Linked DNA regions of Mus musculus: region 1 is linked to region 2. Evidence: chromatin contacts called from public HiChIP or PLAC-seq data. All regions are on one chromosome and are shown on one strand. Each heading gives the region's core, a stretch centred on a gene start, on an enhancer-like site or on the middle of the called end of the contact. The rest is flanking DNA. Distances are from core to core; before and after follow the strand shown. Region 1 overlaps Lamc1 (laminin, gamma 1). Region 2 overlaps Nmnat2 (nicotinamide nucleotide adenylyltransferase 2).

The links. HiChIP or PLAC-seq counts read pairs in DNA pulled down with a chosen protein or histone mark.
Region 1: a contact with region 2 is called in a CTCF HiChIP or PLAC-seq map of the NIH/3T3 cell line, with 7 read pairs. The contact joins two enhancer-like sites. A contact is called at or near these places in 1 of 15 datasets of contacts at CTCF or cohesin (the NIH/3T3 cell line), 1 of 115 datasets of contacts at active chromatin or transcription factors (pancreatic cancer cells) and 1 of 9 other capture datasets (adipose tissue).

The regions. Positions count from the first base shown.
Region 1 is chr1:153,288,228-153,294,501 of GRCm38.p6, forward strand. All of the region lies in intron 1 of Lamc1 (laminin, gamma 1), which reads right to left. Among named protein-coding and RNA genes, the nearest start is that of Lamc1, 41 kb to the right of the region's middle. Within about 2 kb of position 4,219, at least 86 of the 459 cell types and tissues checked have an H3K27ac peak or open chromatin away from gene starts, as enhancers often do. A contact at or near this core is called in the NIH/3T3 cell line and pancreatic cancer cells, where this site is marked.
Region 2 is chr1:153,045,895-153,052,496 of GRCm38.p6, forward strand. The region is part of intron 1 of Nmnat2 (nicotinamide nucleotide adenylyltransferase 2); the gene reads left to right. Among named protein-coding and RNA genes, the nearest start is that of Nmnat2, 94 kb to the left of the region's middle. Within about 2 kb of position 4,122, at least 37 of the 459 cell types and tissues checked have an H3K27ac peak or open chromatin away from gene starts, as enhancers often do. A contact at or near this core is called in the NIH/3T3 cell line and pancreatic cancer cells, where this site is marked.

The sequences.
Region 1 (6,274 bases), core at 2,969-5,468, 240 kb after region 2:
ACATCCACGGATCCCACACTTTACCTTCCAGCAGGCCCGCTTCTGTAGGATTCTTCTCTTTCAGCTCACCCCGCCCACTGCTCAGTAACTCTTCCACCTGTCCTACAATTCTTTACATACTAATGGATCTGCCACAGATGCCATGACAGAGGTACTGAAAACTCCCACTGAAGACTTTGAGAAAAACCCCACAGAATTCAAGCAGGAAAAAAAAATCCTTCAACCTTTATAGTTTATAAAACGTTACATTATGAACAACGTCAAATTACTGGTTGAAAAAATAGCTCTGGGCTGGAGAGATGGCTCAGTGGACGGACTCAAGAGCACGCTCTTCCAGAGGTCCTGAGTTCAATTCCCAGCAACCACATGGTGGCTCACAACCGTTTGTAACGGGATCTGATGACCTCTTCTGATGTGTCTGAAGACAGCTACAGTGTAGCCATATACATAAAATAAATCTTTAAAAACAAGGCTCCTTTCCCCTCACCGCTTCCGGTGAGTAAGTGCTCCCTGATTACTACTCTACCTTCAACTAGAAACAAAAGCCCGATCATTTCCTCCCCTTACTCAGAATACTTCAGTTCTCCAAAGGACTCAGGGAAGGGTAGACACACTCTGTAACAAGGGTATAAACACTGGCCAAGTGTCGTCCTTAACGCTATAATCCAGAATATTCATTCACCTGCCCACTCACTGAATCACTCTTGATGACTTATGAACTTAACGAAGCTTCTTCCATGTGCGGGGCATGGGTATCCCAAACTGCTCCGGCTTACTCAAATGGGCCATTCTCTCCTGGGATCAGGACCTTGGTCCACGAGGTCTAACTCAACAACTTTCCTACCTCATTTTACTTCAACTTCTATGACCACTATGATGGCACCTAGAAATGTCTTCGGAAAACAAAGTCAGGATCTGCAGGAATTAGACCAAGATTGGCAAAGAGACCTTCTCTGGACCACGGTACTGGCAAGGGCTCTCCTCTCAAACTCACAATGTCTGCTACTGATCGGCAACCGAGACTTAGTGGATTAGCTGCCTGGGTTCTGAACTGGGTGACTATCTGCATTTCCCTGGCTTTCACAGCAATCCAGTTGGACTACAAACACTCACCTTTAAAAGGAAGCACTCTTCATCTTCAGCAGTGGGCACCCATTAACTACACATGCACATTCTCATATTCTCATATTCTCTCTCTCTCTCTCTTTCCCCTTCCACCCCCATCCCAAATCTCCTTGAAACAACAAAGAAAGTTAGCCTCCAAATGGTAACACTAAGTAAAATAAAATACTAAGTAAATAAAATTCACTTTTGCTGAATCTCTCATCACACAAAATAGTAGGACATTAAGGTAAATTTATATTTCCTTACCTTGTTCTTGCTTCCAACATGCATTAGCACGACAAATAATAAAATTCTTGGACTTGGGGTTGTTGTTGTTGTTGTTATAAGAATCCTATCTATCCTAGGCTGACCTCAAACTCCGAAAGAAAGACAGCCTTGAACTTCTGACCCTTCTGCCTCCATCATCAAATACAAAGTTTACGAGCATACACCACCATAGCCAGTTGTGGTGGTTTGAATGGGAACAGGCCCCACAGGCTCATTTGTTTGAATACTTGGTTCTCAGTTGGTAGAACTGTTTGGGAAGGACTGGGAGGCATAGCTTTACAGGAGGGAGTATGTCACTAGGGGCCAAGCCAGGGTTTCAGAAGACTTTCCCAGTGTGCTCTCTGCCTCCTGCTTACAGTGGAGACCTGAGCTCTCGCCTGTTCTGGCTGCCATTCCTTTACTCCACATCCACGCACTTTCCCCGCCTTCTGAAACCATAAGCACAATTATCCAGCTTTCTTTTGTAAGTTGCCTTGGTCATAGCGTTTTATCACATATAGAAAAGTGACTTGGGACACCAGTTTATGTGATTCTAGGGATTGAATCCGAGGGCTTGGTGCCCAGGAAACAAGCACTCTACCAATCGAGTTCCATCCCCAGTACCCAGAACTTAGTGTTTTCCACTAGGCTTTTCTGTGCAAAAAATACAAGTTAAAATGCTTATATGGACAGTTTACAAAAAACAAACAGCGTCCTAGCTGATGGTGGTGGCACATGCCTGTAATCCTAGCACTTGGGGGTGGGGGCAAGTGGATCTCTCTGTGAGTTCAAGACCAGCCTGGTCTACAGTGAGTTCCAGGACAGCCAGGTCTGCTTACACAGAGAAATGCTGTCTCAAAACAAACAAACAAACAAACAAACAAACAAAACCCAAAACACAAAAACAAAACAAACAAACAAAAAAACCAATCATGACCAGAGTTCTTCAGAAACTGACACAACATGAAACCTTGAAACAGTATAGTTTGTAATATGAAAATGTTATTAAATTTTAAAATATGTAGACCAATAAAATAAAGTGTATGGACCAGACAATGTTCAGCTTTGATTTAAATTTAGGAGGAAGGGGTTGATGTAGGTTCTCTCTATATAACCCTGGCTACCCCGAATTCACCTTAGGTTAGCCTTGAACTCAAACAGCGCTGCCTGCCTCTACTCTGATTAAAGACATGAGTCCCTACAACCAGCTGAATTTTGGGTTGATTTGGTTTTGTTTTTGTTTTTTGGGGGCAGAGTTTCTCTTGGCTATCTTGGAACTTGCTCTGTAGACCAGGCTCTTCACAGAGCTCTGAGTACTGGGATTAAAGGTAGGCTTGCACCACCTGCTTAAACCTATACTCTCCCCTATACTCAGTCTTTCAAAAGTGGGCTTACAATGATCATTTACATGTTCAAAGTTAAACTGCCAATTGGTGAGGGATGTCGACATTTGTAAGCACAGTGCATCACCCTCCGGTACATAGAGAACAGAGAAATGTGACTTGAACCCAGGCAGCTGGGCTGTAAGACTCTCAGCATCTCTAGCCAGGCACCATGAGCCTTTCCTGCGTTTTCTCAATCCGCTTCCTCAAACAAACTGTAGTCATAGTTAAATATATTCCAGTTAATGCCCAAGGAAAACGGTAACGGCTATGCTCGGAACCCTGAAGAACAGGGATAAAATGTACAGTGTTGTTTATTTATTATAAACCAGTAAATCTGGTTCTGGCTTGATCTCAAACTACTTTTGCTTTTTGTAACAAAGACAAAATTAAGAAATCACTAGCAGGGGAAAAATAACACTAATATTTATAATTAGTACTAATTAGACTAATTAGTATTAAAAGCACTAAAAGTATAAATTAGTATATTAGTATTAAAAATAATACTAATAAAATGCTCTTGTGGGCTGAAACTGTATGTAAGTGTCAGAGAACATTTGGAAGTGTGTGGTATCGCGATAATAACAGGAAGTGTTGTAAAAACAGTAAGCACAGATCGGATTTCGTTCATACTGCTGACAGTTCACACTACACTAATAATGAATGGGTTTAGGTGGGAAACTGGAAGGTGAAAGCTGGGGATACACAAGGTCATACATTTAATTCAAAGCACCTGGGGGGGGGGAGGGGTTAATAAATCAGACCTTGAGCTAACCACAGAAGGTAAGGGAAATTTCTATTGCCATTTGTAGGTATCCCTTCTTATTCTAGAAACGCCAGATCCCACCTCACAGAAGAGCAAGAGGTGACACACAGTTTACTTCTACAGGCTCAAGTAAAACTGGGGAAGCGAAGGACTGAGGACTAGCTTAGTGGTTAAGAGCACATCCTGCCATTGCCTAGGAGCTGAGTTTCCACAACCAAGGTTAGGGGACTCACGGCTGCCTGTACTTCCAGGTCCACAGTGACACCAGTGGACCCCAGGCACCAGCATTCCAGGGCTTAGACCTATCACAAGCGCATCAGTAAAAACAAAACTAAAAAGAGTTTTTAAGACTCAGAAAACTGGAGAAATTACCATTCTATGCATCTACCTTAACTGTAAAAATAGAAATGCTAGTCTGTAACCCTTATCCCCAAGTCTGAAATTAAAAGCCCTGTATGTCAGGTAAGTTTGTTTTTGTTTTTTTTTGTTTTTTTTTTTGTCTAATGGTTTTAAGTTAGCAGCGAAGGCCTTGGGCAGGAGAGAACTCATCTGCAGCAAACCCTGACCTGAGTTGACACGAGGCTATTTATAGTCATCCCACAAAAGTATGGGATTTTCTGCACCTCACGGCAGAATTAGTCATGCGCTCGATTATGGTGCGCCTTGTCCCAGCACTGTGCAGGAGGAGGGAGGAGAAAACTCTGAAATCATGACTCTGAAACACATTCACTGTCAAGAATGTGGGCTGCTGACCTGTAGACATGCCTAACTTAATAGTTTCTACTTCAGAGTGGCTGTGAGGACAAGGGACAGTTAGATCTTCTTAGGAGTGAGTATCTTAAGCCATCAACCCTCGCAAACAAGCTGCTGAGTTCTGCCTTCTCCACCTTTCTGGTCCATTTTCTCCATGTCCACCTCAATGTATGTATCTACTTTACTTTGCCTGTACATCATATATGAGCACCGTTCCCCTCTGACTGTAATATCCCAGGCACTGCTTCCACTGACCTGAAAATAATTAGCTTGCTCTTAAAAAGCTGAGACTGGGACAATGATATTAAGAGTCACTTTTGTCCTTACAGAAAACACACACACACACACACACACACACACACACACACACACACACACACGTCAATGTAGCATCACCTTGGGCAAAGCTCTTTCTAAAAGGAGATTCCATTTTCCACGTGGTACTTATTATCAAGTATTCTGTATCAGCAAGTTCCTAAATAAACTCTCATCCCATCTCCCGCCATGTAGGGAAGACAGAGATGCAATGACCCCACTTGCAGGGACTTTTATCTCTCACTATGGCAACAGCCATAAAGCAGTCAATCACAGCAATGCCCATGTGACTTTCCAAGGCCCTCCTTATAATGATGCACCGAGACTTAAGCCTGATACTAACATGCAAGCAGCAGCTTCTCAGAAAACCACAGCAGCGAGTGCATGGCATGCTTCCTACAGCAGTGGGGCCAACTTCAGGAGGCAAATTCTTCATTACAATCAATGCTTCAATGTGTTCCAGTAACCAGACACGGTGGCACAAGCCTATGGTCTACCTAGAAGATGGAGGCCAGAGGATCAGCATTCGAAACCAGCCGCAGCTACAGGCAATCTGAGGAGACCCTATCTCAAAAGACAATTGTTTTTTGGAGTGTATGAGTGTTTTGCCTGCGTGTGCCTCCTGTCTGCAGTGTCTGTCAAGGACAAAGAGAGGGCCGTGGGTCCCAGGAATGGAACCAGGTTCCTCTGGAGGAAATACCAGTGCTCTTAACTGCTGGCACAGCTCTCCACCAACACCTCCGCCAAGATGATATATTTCATCAAAAATCAGAAATAAAATACACCATCCATATAAAAAATAAACCCAACAGAATTTTAAAATCTTTCAAATCAAAGATTTTTTTTTTCGATTTCTAGGCAAAATATCAGAGCCAGTCACCACTAAACATTCAAAATGCAAACACAAACATCAAAACAAGAAACAAAGCGTACGCTCTTAAATGTATGTAAGCATGACCCCTGACTTCAGAGACGCACACATCAATGACTAAAGCACAGTAATCCAGCCTTTCTGTCCTAAGCTGTGTGGCTGACAGTCTACACCACCCTTCATGTCCTAAGCTGTGTGGCTGACAGTCTACACCACCCTTCATGGGCCCTCCAGGTGATAATGTTCTATAGAACATATAAAGTCACATATGACATGCATTCTTTAATTTTCCAAGTATTCTCTAAACAAAATGTTAAATTAAATACTAGGTTTTTATTCCATTTCCCCCATAAACAATACCAAGAGTCTTCAATAGCTCTCACAACATAAAGGACAGAAAGGAAGTTAAAAACTGAAACATGATATAAAAATGAGATTACAATCACTATGGTGACTGCCACTGTATTCCAGAGTTGTAAAAACATTCTCTCATTTAATTACCAGAGTAGCCTGATAACAGCTCATGAATGTGGAAACAAAGACTCAAAACCTGATGCCGCCAAGCTGCAGAGATGACATTTGAAGGCGAATCGCCCAGCTCCAAATCCTCAGCCTTTCAAGACCATCCTTGGAGCGCTGGGCTCCCACAGACATTGAACCAAAGTTAATTTTAGGATATTTCAAAGCCTCAAACCTGTGACTGAAACCTATCAATATCTGTGGGATGAGTGGCTTTCCCACAACATCCTGGCTGGGTTAGGATGTCCAACGCTTTAGAAGAGTCCAGTCTCCATGACAATGTGATGTATTTTCTGA
Region 2 (6,602 bases), core at 2,872-5,371:
CTCGTGTCTCATGTCTATAGCTGAGGCAGGGTTGCCTCCATTTGGGGTAAGCCAGGGCTATAGAGAAACAAAATAATGAGTGAAAGAAAAAAAAAAGAAAGAGGAAGAGAGAGAGAGAAGGAAGGGAGGGGTTATGACAAAGGAACTCTCATGAATATATGTGTGGTAACAAGAAATACAGATTGCTAAAGCCATAACCTTCCAAAAGAATACATTTACAAGAACATCCATCTAGGGTCCCTCTCTTCAACCCCAGGCTCACGACATCCTTGTTATTCACCCCTGTAGTGGAGGAGTATTGTTTCAAAGTATCTACTTAAGCCTCCCCATTTCCCCCTTTGAACACTTCCCCTGCCTGGCCCTCAAGTAACACCTCTTCCCATTGCAGGGTCCACTGTTCCCCGATCATCCTCAGCATCCCTTGCTGTTCAAACTGACAAAACACCAAAGGGATGCTCTGTTCAAACCAGGACACCGCTCAGCCCCTCCCCTCTCCTTCTCCGATACTGTCGCCTCATTCCAACTCCTAAATGCTCCCCCATCTCAGAAGGTTCGTCTCTGTCTTCTCCTGTTTCACTCTTGGAGTCTATTACTTCACCTCCTCTGGTAACTCAGAGAGTTGCTCTCCGAGGACATTAGTGCTGCTATTCTGTGGTCTCTCTTTCTCTCCTTTCTTCCACTCATTTGGCCAGAAGAAATCTATCCCAGCACGCCCATGATGGACAGAGAAGGCAAAGGGAGAAAATGGGGGAAGCCAGCGGGAGGAAGAAGACCACAGGAGCTTCCCAGCGACACAGCTGGGAGGCAGAAAGATGGGGAAACTCCCGCATAGGACCTTCAGGGATTACCTCCCCTCCCAGTCCCATGGGAGTCCCCAACGACTCTTGTCTGATGGGACAAGAATGTTCTGTTGATTCCCCATGTGGAGGACTCCCTTGTAGAATAGTGGGAGCAAAAGGAAAAAAAGACAAATGAAAGAAAAGAGAGATGGAGGGAGGAGGGAAGAGATGGAGGGAGGAGGGGGAGAAAGAGAGCTAGCACTGCTACCTTAGCAGGTGGAAGCAGGAGGCAGACAGGCCCATCCCCAATCCCTCCCCCCTCCCCCCACCCCCCTCTACCCCTGCCTCTGTGCTGGAGGCCCTGCTGAGAGGGGAGGCCTTGCCTGAGATACTCTTAGTGTCCTGCCCTGCTTCTGGTTCTCCTTGTGCCTCTGGAAAATCACCGTGATCCTTGGAGCTGGTAGACACGCGTGTATGCGCCATGTCAGTTCAGCCCGGCAACCGCTGGAGCAGGAGGCATTGCGTTGGAATGATCAGTTTAGAAAGTAAACTCCTCCAGGTTGAGCTTTCATAGAAATCCTAGTGTTCCCTGTGCTTGGTTTCCCACACTGGTGCATAGTAGGTGCTCAATGCTGATGCAATCTAATTGATGCAAGGTGATTTATTTTTTACAGGCAGGCCTCCAGAAGTCCAAAGCCAGGGCCATTTTCCCGTGGAAACAGACCAGACTCTATCTAACCTTGACTTCCAGTTCAGTATACCCACCGTGACAGTCCCAGGAAGGGCAGGGGCGCACACTCCCATATCTCCACAGAGATTGCCTGGCAGCAAGGGCAGTACAGAGGCTGTGTGTAGACTCAGTGTCACCCCTTCTATGGCCTTAGATGCAAGTCCTAAGGGCTGGAGAGATGGCTCCGTGGTTAAAAATGCTTACTGTTCTTGTGGGGGATCCAGTACTGACCTCAGAGGGCTCACACTGCCTTTACCTCCAGTTCCAGAGGATCTGAGCCCTCATTTGGCCACTGTGGTGTCTTATTAAGGTTTCTATTGCTGTGCTGAATACACCATGACCAAAATCCAAGTTGAGGAGGAAAGGGTTTATTTCGCTTACACTTTCATATCACTGTTTGTCATTGAAGGAAATCAGGACAGGAACTCAATCAAGGCAGGAACTGATGCAGCGGCCATTGAGGGGTGCTGCTTAGTGGCTTGCTCCCCATGACTTGCTCAGCCTGCTGGCTTATCGAACCCAGGACCACCAGCCCAGGGATTGCCCCACACCCAACTGGCTGGGTCTGCCTCCATCGATCACTAATCAAGAGAATGCCCTACAGCCGGATCCTATAGAGGCATTTTCTCAGTTGAGGTTTCCCTCCTTTCAGATATCTCGCTGTGTCAAGCTATCATAAAACTGCACAGCACAATGGGTACCTGCACTTACATACACAACACTCACCCCGGCCCCACACAGACGTACAGATACGATCTTCTGTTTGTTTTTGTTGTCTGAGACACCACACCCTCTGCTGGGCGTCTATCAAGGGAAAGAATAGATGGAGGCCAGTAACTGGGTTTCTTTGGTGTGTGTCTCACCAGGGCACAGCAGATGGAGCCCGTGGCCTCCGGCTCACTCCAGGCAGGAAGGATGCTGGGCTTTTCCCAAGGAGAGGGGGTTGTGTAATGATCCCACTGCCTTGGCCTCCCTGACCCCGCCTTTGGCTTCCAGAGACTCCGTGCCCTCAGAAATTCCGCCCACTGCTCTCTTTAGGGGATTTCCTTTCTCAGGGAGAACAAAATGACCTCTTTTGGTTTTTCAAAAACTGCCTGGGAACGAGTTTCCCAGAGCTGACCTAACTCTCGGCAGACGACTCAAATGGAGTCCTTTCTTGTGAGCCTTGCCTCTGCGGCCCTGGTCTCCACTCCCACCCACAGAGGCCAAGTCTCTCCTCTAACCTGGGTGTTTCTCCTTCAGACATGACTGAGGTCTGCCAACAAGAGAGAGTGTCAGGCTGGACGCCCAGAGGGGCTAGATAGCTAGGCCACAGAACCACTAGTTACCTTAAGGCCCAGGGAACAATGGCTGGCACATTAAATTCTTGTTGTTATTAGTCCGGTTCCAGTGAATGATGGCATGAGCCGTACATGTATATGTATAGGGGTGTGTGTGTGTGTGTGTGTGTGTGTGTGTGTGTGTGTATGTACAGATATGTGTATATGCAAGTGCCTGAGATCTGGTGTCTTCTCAGTGGATTTCATGTGTGTATGTGTATGAATATATATGTGTATGTGTAAATAAATATATATTTATATATAATTTAAACATATAAAATATATACATAAATTTATATAAACATATCAATGCATAAATTTATATAAATACATAATTGTTTGTTTAAATTTATATAAATATTTATATAAATATAGGTAAATATATAAAGATATATATTTCTTTTTTCTTTTCTTTTTTTTTTTTTTTAAAGATGAGGTCTCTCACTGAACCTGGAACGAGCTCCAGGTATCCTCCTGGTTCTTTCTCTAGCCACTGCAGTCTCTTGTCTCTGAGCCTTCTCTTATCTTTTAATAAAGAAAGAGGAAAACAGAGTCAACTTTCCTCGGTTTCTTCACTTCCCAAGGCTTGCACAAAGCTGGGTATGATGGTCTATGTCTATAATCCCCAGTACTTGGAAGCAAGAAGATTAGGAGCTAAGCTACATAGCAAGTTTGAGGCCAAAAAAAAAAAAAAAAAAAAAAAAAAAAAGTATGTGTTTTTCAGGGAAGACTTAGCATACAAGTCTACTTGTGGTTACTGTTGGGCTCCTACTCAGCAGGAATTAAAGGCTGGGGCACAGAGACGGGCACTGCACACGTGCCAAATCTGAGTTCCAAGAGAATTGGCTACTTTGGATTTCCAGCAGATCTTGAAGGATGTGTGAGAAATTGCTTGGTTTAATCAGTGTTTGCTTAGTGTCAAACCTATCTGAAATGTCCTGATAAGGGCTTGGGGGTGGGCTTTGTTTGGGGTGCATAAGGCAATAAACTGGAGGAGGTGCAGTTCCTGCCCTTCAGAAAACTGGCAGTACCCCACACCCCTGGACAGTCTTTCACACACCCATGCCTGGCCAGCTCTGAGGCCTGGGGGATGCCTGGTGCTGCATCAGCCTTTGGAAGCAACCTGGGGGTGTTGTTCAGCTCAGCCTATGATCTGATCTCCATAGACAGGAAAGAGATTGTGAGGGGACGGGGAAGGAGAGCAGGCATGCATGCAGACACACATGCCTATGTGTGGTATGTGGGGTGAATCTGCTCCCTTTTCAAGCTGAGAGGTCTAGAGTGGAGGAAGAGGCCAACCCTCTCCTCTTGCTCACAACACACAGAGCAACCACTGATCTCAGTAGGGAGTCGCAGCCACAGTAATGCCCCCCCCCCCCAGTGACACAGACACTTGGCTTGCCACCCACGCCCTCTTCATCGTTCACATGACTCCTGTGACCTCTGCCAAAATGAATACCAGATTCCAGGAAAGAAAGCTCCTGGGAACCCGAACCTGTGGAGTTGGAGGGGAGTCCAGTGATGTCACTACCGCTGCTACATGCACATCAGAAGCGTCCCAAGGAGAGGAAGCAAGCCCACCCTATCCCTAGGGTGGCAAAGCATTTCAGTAGCTGTTAGGAAGATGAACCCTGAATCCCCTGAGTGGTTTGCTCAATTCCTGGGCTACTGTGATATCTTAAGAATGTTTTGGATGCAATACTTTTAACTGGATTGAATTAAATATCCATGTGTTCTCTGGATGGGCACCGGGTGAGAGACTTAGAACTAACTGCTGAGCATGTTACTCAACACTCCACTCGGGAAATGAGTCTGAGTGTTCAGAGTGTGCAGATGCTTTTTGCCCCGCGATGTATTTTGTGCTTGTTTTTTCCATCTTGTTGAAACAACTGGGAGCCGGTTCTGTGTGCTGCGCTCACCACCAGTGTCCTGGACAGCCCGGCGACTGGGCTTTCATTGTTCCGGAATGGTCAGCAGCATAATTTTGCAGGGATAAAATGCAAAACTGTAAAAAGGGGTAAAAAGAGGTAAAAATGATCCACATACGAGAAGATGTATAATTGGTTGAAATACTTGAGTGTCAGGTTAAGCTCTTGGTGGTTGTTTTAAGACAGGGCTTTACACTGTGTAACCCAGGTTGGCGTTGAACTCATCTGTCTTGTTTTTTTTTTTTTGTTTTTTTTTTGGTTTTTCGAGACAGGGTTTCTCTGTGTAGCCCTGGCTGTCCTGGAACTCACTCTGTAGACCAGGCTGGCCTCGAACTCAGAAATCCACCTGCCTCTGCCTCCCAAGTGCTGGGATTAAAGGCATGCGCCACCACTGCCTGGCGGGAATTTAAATTCCTAAAAAACAGCACATACACCATGTTCTACCCTTCCCTACGAGCAACTGCAGTTATAAGAGAAAAGTTCACATTTATCCTGGGAATTCAGGTTTTAAGGTGCCTATACTTTTGCATACACATGTCCTATATAGCTCAGCACATTAATACATACATACATTGTAACTACAAACAATTACCTAAAAAGAAGGGCTGACACAGGTCCACCCCTGTGCTACCTGTGCCCTATCTTCTACCCCCTTGTCCTTCAGTTTTACCCTGTCAAGCCTAGCTGAGTATTGAATAGGTCCAGACTCTGATCAGGGACTGAAGATACACAGTAAACCGTGCTGTTTCCCTTGTGGGAACATGTAGTCAAGCCTAGCCTGTTGGTACATGCAGAGATGCAGAAGGACAGGAGTCCACTCCTCAAGGTCAGGGAAGATGGTGTAGTGAGTGGATTTCAAATGGCTAGTGGGTATTGCCACGGTGGTGAAGTATAGTTCAAGCAGAAGAAACTAGCGAATAAAGGCACATGTCTATGGGAGACAGGGTCAGAGGTGAGAGGAGAAAGCTCAAATGCGCCAAGCCCTCCAAATATGGCATAGTTGGAGCTTGCCAAGGACTTGTGACAGGTTTGCAAACACGTAAGAGGGTGAGTGGCTGGCTTGGAAACTGGGCAGTAGGATCCACGTGGGAGATTGCCTGGTACTTCCAGCTATGACTACTGTTAGCTGAGCCTGCTTCCCAAGTGTGTGGCATGAAGCTGTTACACATCAAAAGCTGCTCCCAGCTGGGCAGTGGTGGTGCACACCATTAATCCCAGCACTTGGGAGGCAGAGGTAGGCGGATTTCTGAGTTCGAGGCCAGCCTGGTCTACAGAGTGAGTTCCAGGACAGCCAGGGCTACACAGAGAAACCCTGTCTTAAAAAAAAAAAAAAAGCAAGCTGCTCCCATAGCTACACACTTAGTGGGGTCCTTAGAGACAAAAACCGGTCAGAGCTGGGCTCTTGACCTCAGAGTTCGTGCTTCCAGTCCTTTATGCCAGCCTTTCCCTGAGGGGCCCCAGTAGTAATAATTAGTGATTAATTATTGCCTGCCATTGATGGCAGATTCAAAGACGCCTCTTTGTCAAGAAAGAAATGTTTTAAAAGAGAAAATATCTCAACACTCCCGTGCCAGGAATATTGACAAGTTGCTATTAAACGTATGTTTTCTTGTTCCTTACAAATCAAACACCCACTCACGCCGGGGAAGAGAGTTTAACCGGTTGGCACAAAATCCTGGAAGGCAAGCTTACCGTTCTCTTCGAGGGGGGTGTTGGGAGGGGTGACTCCAGTTCCACCTCGGAACTGTGGGATGTGAGGCATGCATGCGGGAAGCTCTGTGGCCTTGAGCTTCAAAGCACTCTGCGTTACTGCATCTTCACACTTTACAGTGTATCCTTCCCCACC